2 separate regions of the Zea mays genome follow, and region 1 is linked to region 2. A link is a contact called in public Hi-C data. All regions are on one chromosome and are shown on one strand. The core of a region is the stretch at or near the end of the contact, and the rest is flanking DNA. Distances in the headings are between cores, read along the strand shown. Region 1 holds the start of LOC100285855 (protein YIF1A). Region 2 holds the start of LOC100191874.

Region 1 (4,359 bases), core at 401-2,900, 630 kb before region 2:
CGGGCGCACGACTCTGTCGAGGGCACGGCCCGCCGCGGGCTCGGTTGGCCACGGCGCCCCAACGTCTTCCTCCGACTTGGGCTCTGCTAGTGCTCACCCTACCCCCACCAGCCCGCCGGTGTGGCGCCGCTCGCCACTGGCCAGTCCCGAGGGCCATTAGGCCCACTCATAGGAGGAGGGAGGCGCGCGGCGGTGGCTGGTGAAGATTAGGTGTCCGCATGGTTCGTCCTCGACTGCACGAGGAGGTTGTCCACGATGGGCCACGATGATCCCTGCGACATCTGACTCCAGTGGTGATGGGGAATAGCGGCACCGAACTGGTGAGACAATGGCTGGAGGAGGTGTCGGAGGCGCCAACTCGATGTCCATGGGCACCGACGACTCTGTGTCTCCAGTCGGCACCGACGGTGACGGGAGCAAGATGGGGAGGCCACACTCGACCTCCGGGAGCAGTACAACCACCATCCAACAGTGGGCCACACAGAACTGCACATTGTGCACTTGGACACGACTTGGAGCGGTTGCAGCTACAGGCGATGCTTGGCCGGTGGTGTACGCCTCCAACAATGCATCGTCGATGACACGAAGAACTTCGCGTAGACGACGAATACGAAGAGGAACGGTAGGCATCGTACCTTTCTGTCGTTCTAGAGCTCGAGGCCTCCAACCTTCTTCTTTCTCGTGTGAGCGTTCACTTTGCCTTTTCCCTCTATTCTCGCGAGTATGTTGATAACGCGTTGTAATATGGATTGCAAACAAGACGAAGAGAATGTAAATGACAAAACTATTTCTTTATTAAGGGATATAGTTTTTTTATATACAAAGTAAATGGTGTTTGTGAATAGACAACTGTTCACTGTTGTAACTGCTCGAGATAATCATTTTCAAAAAAAGAAGAAGAAAGAGACCCACGCCACGGCTAGACATGGCAATGGGTACCCGCGACCCGATACCCGATGGGTATTTACTCCATTAGGGTATGTATGTGGGCTAAATATTTTACCCGTAGGTCTGTTATTGGGCAAAAATCTTCACCTAATGGGTAAACGGGTATTAGAACGTTCCACCTTCACCCATACCCGTTAACCCGTGGGTATAAAATAACCAATATAAACTTATCCCAAGCATGAACTTGGACTTTAGTCATCCATCTTTTTTACTATTTAACAACCTTTTAGGCCATAATGTCATAGAAGGTTTAACGACTATTTAATGACCATGTAATGGAAAATGTAATGTGCTATGTAGTACTGTCCTAGTGTTATTACTTTATGTAATTATCTTTGGTGTGTTGAATGGATGGTTAAATGATGCTAAAAATTTTGTAATGGTATTTAGATGGATATACTTGACATTTGTATATATAATATTTTAATAGATGTTTAATTTTTTTGGTACATGTGACCCAATGTGTGACCCATACCTACATAGGTATGGGTACGGGGATAAATCAATACCAACGAGTGTATATGGGTAATTTAATGGAGTTATTTTTTTGTTATGGCTATGAATATGAGGTAGTAATACCGGAGAGCCGGAGGGAGGACATGGCTGGCGGCCCGCACCGAAGCAAATAAAAAAAAAAGAAAAAAAGAAAGAAAAAGTACCCGGGGCCCATAAAATAACTTTCCCGTCAATCGCGTGGACCTACCGACACCAGGAGGCGGAAGGAAAGAGGAACCCGCACAGTGGACGGACCTGTAGGCTCCCGAAAATCTCCCCGAGTCCGACGAGTCTCCGGCGGCCGCCCCCCTCTCCCTCTCGGATCTCTCCCTCTCTCCGCTCGCCGCGCCTCCATCGGTCCACTCAGGTATCTCGCGTCGATCCCGATTCCCAGCTCGCTCAATTGGACCCGAATCTCTCGCTCCGCTTCTCTGCGTTCGTTCGTGGTGCCCCGCGAAACCGCCAATCCCGCGGTTCTGTTAGGTTATTCTCCTCGCTCGCTCGCTCGCTCTTCAGCGCGGGGAAACCGACCGGTCTCGGTGCAACCCACGGGCTCTGGAACAGGCCCAATCGAGGTGCGGGCGCAGCTTGTCTTTGCACATGAACAGCTGATTTGGCTCTGTTTGGATGCATGGAATCTCTTCTTTGGTTACCATTTCCATGGTTTTGGAGCGGCAGCGTGGATCGTTTGGATCGAACATTAGCTGGAACTGAAACTATAGTCTTTTTGGGGTTTTAGAAAAAAATATAAACTCTAACATGTACTTTTTTTTTCCTGAATGGCTATGAATACTATAAAACTGTAGCTTCTTACCTGTTCATGTTTTTGATATATTTTTTACCGTACAATTTGGAACATGGGGAAGTGCCTAGTATTGATGTAGCTATTGAAGCAATCCAAGGAAAATTAGCAGAAATTTGCTGCTTTAATAATCGTAGAGGGGCGAATAATTTTTTTTGTATATCTGTCTATGTAGCAATAATTCTGTGTGCTCTATCAACAGACCTAATAAGGCATTTCGATTTTTATTACACGTATCGCTTCTTGTTCGCCTCCTCCAGCTAAATAGAATAGAAAGACCAAACAATAGTTTGCTATTTCTCTGCCTCTACAGAAATCAACATCAGTAGGGTGTGCAGTCAAACTATTAGCTGAACATATGCGTAAGTGTTTCTGCTTCGTTACATCTCAACAAGGATGGTTGATTTCCTTGTAGTTAAGGATAAATGGAATGCACAAGCGATGCTAGGATTAGAACATGATCTTGACTGCTATGAACCCCCCCCCCCCCCCCCCCTTTTTTACAAAAAAGGTCAACGGTTACGAGTACATTGGTTGGACTCTGTAACTGGAATTTGACTCCAGTTGATTAAATATTTTTTGTTTATACTTCCGGGAGATGATCTGTCAAATTCTCAGTTATGTTTACAGTTTGTCGATAAATTCTCTTCCAGATGTAGTGTAGAATGTAGGATAATTCCATTATAGTTTTGCATCCATTTTTTTAATCTGATGTTGAAGTTTGGTGCATGAAATTATTTTTATGATGATATGCTTGGGATTCTACGGTCGATGAGTAAGATAAGAGACTTCAACCAAGTTAAGTGCATTAAGGATGAATGGAAGCACCTTTTGGTGAAGGAGAATCGGATCAGAAATAGATGGCGAGACAGTAAAAGTAGGGTGTAAAGGATATAATATACCCAAAGATTTAGCTTTGAATATAAGTGCATGGAAAACAGTTATCCACGTGCCTGAATCTTGACTTGTTGTTTTTGTTGAGTTTTAACTCTAGCTTGCCTCAACTTGCTTGTAACTAAAATGTTTTATTGTTGTTGTGTATGTGCCTGGGGATTAATGAAAACTATAGAAGAACTTTCTGCCTTATCAGTGACCTAAATAGCTCCCGTATATTTAACCATGATTTATGTAACATCATGCTAATGTTTTGTTATTCTCATTTAGTCGTCTGCAAATATGTCAACTCTCTGTTATGAATTGTCATACTATCATTTTGGTCTAACCTCTTTTATACCTCTGCTTCTTCACTGCAGCCATGTATAGTAATTACGGGAATCCTTCGGGGATGCAGATGCCCCCGCAAAACTCTCAACCTGTCCAGTTTGATAATCCATTATACGGTGCAAGCTCGGGCCTAATCAGATCTGGGATAGGAGTATATGGGGAGAAGTTTTTGGGTTCTAGTTCAGAATTCATGCAAAGCAACGTACGGATCCTCCAACAGAACTTGTACTTTATTTCTGCTGTTTGCATGCATTCTCTAAATTATTGGTTCGATTCTTGCAGATCAATAGATACTTCTCCAACCCGCAGTATTACTTCCATGTGAATGATCAATATGTCCGTAACAAGTTGAAAGTTATACTGTTCCCGTTCTTTCACAGGGTATATCATAGTATTTCCTAATACCATTGAAATACAAGTCTGGTTGTTTAATCCCAGTGTACTGAGATAAACCGGTGTTTCTTCAATATCTTTGCAGGGGCACTGGACTCGAATAAGTGAGCCGGTCGGTGGCCGCTTGTCCTACAAACCTCCAATCTATGACATAAACGCACCAGATCTGTACATCCCTTTCATGGCATTTGGAAGCTTCATCATCCTTTCAGGGTTTACATTGGGTTTCATGGGAAAGTGAGTTGTCGGCAGTTATCCTTCAGCCTCCCAAAATGCTTCTGACCAATGCCTATAATTGACTGTACATGACACTTGTGCAGGTTTACTCCAGCAGCTATAAATCTGCAGTTTACAAGGGCGCTCATCGGCTGGGGCTTCCAGCTCATGGTCCTGAAAGGTCTGCTCTACTCGATGGGTGGTGGCGAGGTGCCACTGCTCGACTTGGTAGCGTACGGCGGTTATTTATTCGCCGGGCTATCGCTCGCCGTCGTCGCGAG
Region 2 (3,906 bases), core at 43-2,542:
TCCTGGCACACATATGCTATGCACCCGGCTCTGCCCCTTAGAAACGGGTGTGACACTACCAGTGGCGGAGGTGGAGTCGGATGGCTTCGTATCTACAAAAAAACATATTACTTTCAATAAAAATTTCGGCAGCACCTCCCCTATATGGTGAGGTTTCTAAAACCTGAAGAGAAACGAACAACACGATGGGTGACATACACATTCACTTATCTAACTAGTGGTATGTAACTAAGTACACAAACTAACTAGCAACTTTGTACTAAAGTAAACAAAACTAAACTAAACATATTAAACAAAAATAAACTAACTATACTAAACTAATCAAAACTAAACTAACTAAGTCCACAAACAAGTACAAAAACTAACTAGCAAGTTTGTATGAAAGTAAACCAAACTAAAATATATACTAAACAAACTAAATAACTACACAAAACTAAACTAAATATACTAAACTTAATAACTAAAGTAAACTAAAATATATACTAAACTAACCTAGAGTAAAATTTGTAACTAAACTAACATTTATACTTAACTAAACCTAGAGTAAAGTTTGTACTAACCTAAACTAAACCTAGGCGTGCGACATTGACCTCAAGGAGACGAAGGTGCGACAACAAGGCAAGGCGACGTTGGCGAGGCGATGGCGTGCTTCCGGACCGATGACGTCGCACGTGACGGTCGCGTGGAGGCTCGTGGCAGCGCGGCGCTCGAGGGCGACGACGCGGGTGCTCGGGGCGGCGGCTCATCACGACGCTCGAGGCTGGCGTCGGAGCGGGGATCGGGGCGAGGCCTGCGGTGGTGAAGCACAAAGATTGGGCGGTAGCAGTGAGTGAGCGAAGGTGAGGGAGAGAATGGGAAGGAGGAGCTCAGTCCGAGCCTAAATCCTAGCCTCGCGCCAAGTTTTATGATGCCGAGCTAGGGGACCACGATGGTGTTGCGTTAGCATTATCCGCCAGCGCGACACGTACCTCGGTGCCACAGACTATGACGCTGAGACGTGATACCTCAACGCCACGGGCTGTGGCGACGAGCAAAAGGTCCAAAAACAATATTAATTCGTCCAGAAATCTAAACGCGATTTTTTAAAAAAAACTAAAATACAAAATATCCGGACATGGACACAACCTACTCGACCGAACAGCGGGCATATGGGCCAAAGCCCACCTGGCAGAGATCATGAGGGGGAAGGCCCGTCTAGCCCAGCCCAGCCAAGCCCATCCCATCCCCACGAGGACAAAGCAGAGCAAGGTCCTCCGGGCCCCCATAGCGTCCCGCAACCCTCCGGGCCCGGCGACACAAGGCAAGGAAAAAAAAGGATGGCTCTCCGGCGCAACGCCGGATCCCTCGCGCTCCGCGCCGCCGCCTACCTCCGCCGCCACCGTCCCCATCCTCCTCCCCCACTGGCCCTCGCCGCCCCCGCTCCCACTCCCATACGCTCCCCGCTGGCCCCGCCTTTCCGGCACTTCGCTGCTCCGCCTGGTACTCAGGTAGGCACCCCTCTTCGCTGCTGCCTCCGTTCACCCCGCCTTCCCTGCCGCGCTGCCTCGTGACCGTGGGCTTTGTGGTGACCCGTTCCGTCCCGTTTCGGTTTTGAAGACCAATAGGAAGCGAGGCAAGGAGGAGGACGATGCCAGCGCGGGCCCGCGCATGAACAACGCCATCGCCGCTCCCTTCGTCAGGCTCGTCATGGATGAAGGCCACAACATTCTCCCCCGGCATGAAGCCTTGCAGCTTGCGATCAGGATGGACATGGACTTGGTTGAGGTACACTGTCTTCCATTCCATATGCTTATCTTGGATTCATTTTTCTTTTCCCTAACCATAGGTTACATATCGTTATGACACTGTTTGAGTAATTTGATCCCTGCAGTTGCAGCCAATTGATGTTGCTTATAGTAGTACCAAATATTAGATACTGTGACATTACAGACATCGTGTTACTTATACGTACCCACTTCACATAATAAGCATGTAGTGCTGATGTATATCACACAAGAAATAAAAAGTTTGCTTGTAAAAGTAGAACACATTACACACATGCCTTTTGGTGTGATAGTCTTGTAAAATTATGTAAATGTGGATGACAAACTAGGCTCGTCACAGGTCCATATTATACAGTAGCGACCCGACAACAACCATGTGCCAGATTACAGAAAACAATTAGCAGCTTAAAGTACAAGTCAAGGAACTAACAAGAATATCTCTATTTTCTATACACAACTTTAGAAGAGTACTAACTTGCTGATAGCTGTGGTGATGCATACCATAAAGAAGATATATATACCATACAGGAGATATGCACATACTTATCTAACAAGCCTTCATGTAGGTTTTCTTTTCTTGTGAGCCTCTCCACATTTGCGGGGGAAGGCTCGCCTCAATTTATCCCTTCTCCAGACCATAATTTTCAGATCGCCTGATCGCATGATCGATCCCACTGGGCGATTAGGCGTCGATCAAGGCGATTAGTCGCCCCTGATCGACCCTAATCGCCCCCCTGGCCGTCCTGTGTATTCCAGGATAGTCATATATATAACACTATATATAGTATATACTATAGAGACTTGCAGTAGTATAAATAGTCCAATATTCAATACTTGAATAGTCCAAAACAGCAGTACATCCAGCTTACTAGATCAGTACAGCAGCAACAAGTTTATTCAATACTTGAATAGTTCATAATAGCACAGCATCAACAAGTTTATATGAAACCGCAAGTCTACAACTTACTAGATCAGTAGACCATGACCAAGAAGGCTTCAGATGAGGAGCTCATCTCCAGTCCCTATGTTCTCTTTTCTCCCAGGCGATGTAGAGAGAAAGGTGTTGCCGTGTTGGAGCCTTGGAGGGAGAGAGAAGGGTGAAAGGAGAGGGAAGGGAGCTGGGAAGAGAGAAGGGTGTTTTTTGATTTTCTCCCAGCCGTCAGGGAAAATGAAAAGATAGGTAGAGCTAGGGGGCTAGCTCTATTAATCATGGGCAGTCAGTCAAACAGACTGTTGGACTACCCGAGCACAAACTGGACTGTTGGGGCCAGTCTAGACTGTTGGACTACCTCTATTAATCGCAACTGATCGGCTCGTAGGCGATTAATCATTCCATATCGTCACCTAATCGGACGATATGGACAATCAGTAACACTAATCGAGTCAAATGCCCTAATCGAGCACAGAGAAACGATCAGCCTGACTAATCGTGATTAGTCGGATGATCTGAAAACAATGCTCCAGACCAAATCCATGTTGGAACTACCCTTGTGCTTTTGGGTGCTTGGTGTAGTAGTGACTGGCAGGAGCTGTCTCAATGAGTCACCACTCACCAGATCACGGCTTCGTGGTAGGCTCTCCGCATTTGCATGGGGAAAGACTTGCCTCAGTTTATCTCTTCCCCAGATCCCGCTCATGTGGGAGCCTCCGGCAGTGGGTCTGCCATGTGCTTTTGGATGCGATGTGGGATATTGACAGATATCGGATGAAATGCATTCTAGGAAGACCGCTTTCCTTGTATTTCTCCAAATGAATGTCCTGTCATTGTCAATCTAGAAGCGAAACAAGCTTGCTAGTGTCTTCTTATTATACTTACTAGGTATATGCCCGTGCGTTGCCACGAGGCGAAGGAGCGGGTGGATCGGCGCCTAGACTACAAATATAATTATTGTTTATTTCTAAACACTAAGGTAGGTGTGGTCTCGTGGTTAGCCCCAAATTTCTATAGCAAGTGGCGTGGGTTCAAGTGCTCGCTTTGCACTATTTTTTGCGCGCGCTACGCGGGCGCTGGACATGAGGGGTGAAGCTGTGGTATCATGATGACATGACCTACAATTTAACTCTCAGTTTAGTATCATGATATCATGAACTATAATTTAACTCTAATCTAGCCACACTAAAATTTGGTGTGATGCATTGAAAG

The links. A called contact is a pair of places that touch in the nucleus more often than the background predicts.
Region 1: a contact with region 2 is called in a Hi-C map of endosperm, with 3 times the contacts expected there. The contact joins the promoter of LOC100285855 here to the promoter of LOC100191874 in region 2. A contact is called at or near these places in 3 of 25 Hi-C or Micro-C datasets (ear, endosperm and tassel).

What each region holds. Positions count from the first base shown.
Region 1 is chr3:110,296,832-110,301,190 of Zm-B73-REFERENCE-NAM-5.0, reverse strand. LOC100285855 (protein YIF1A) reads left to right here and starts at 1,650. Exons shown (of 5, transcript NM_001158745.2): 1 at 1,650-1,810; 2 at 3,499-3,671; 3 at 3,752-3,850; 4 at 3,948-4,099; 5 at 4,183-4,359. The coding sequence starts at 3,501.
Region 2 is chr3:109,666,014-109,669,919 of Zm-B73-REFERENCE-NAM-5.0, reverse strand. It overlaps LOC100191874, which reads left to right and starts at 1,292. Exons shown (of 7, transcript NM_001137298.1): 1 at 1,292-1,487; 2 at 1,597-1,764. The coding sequence starts at 1,317.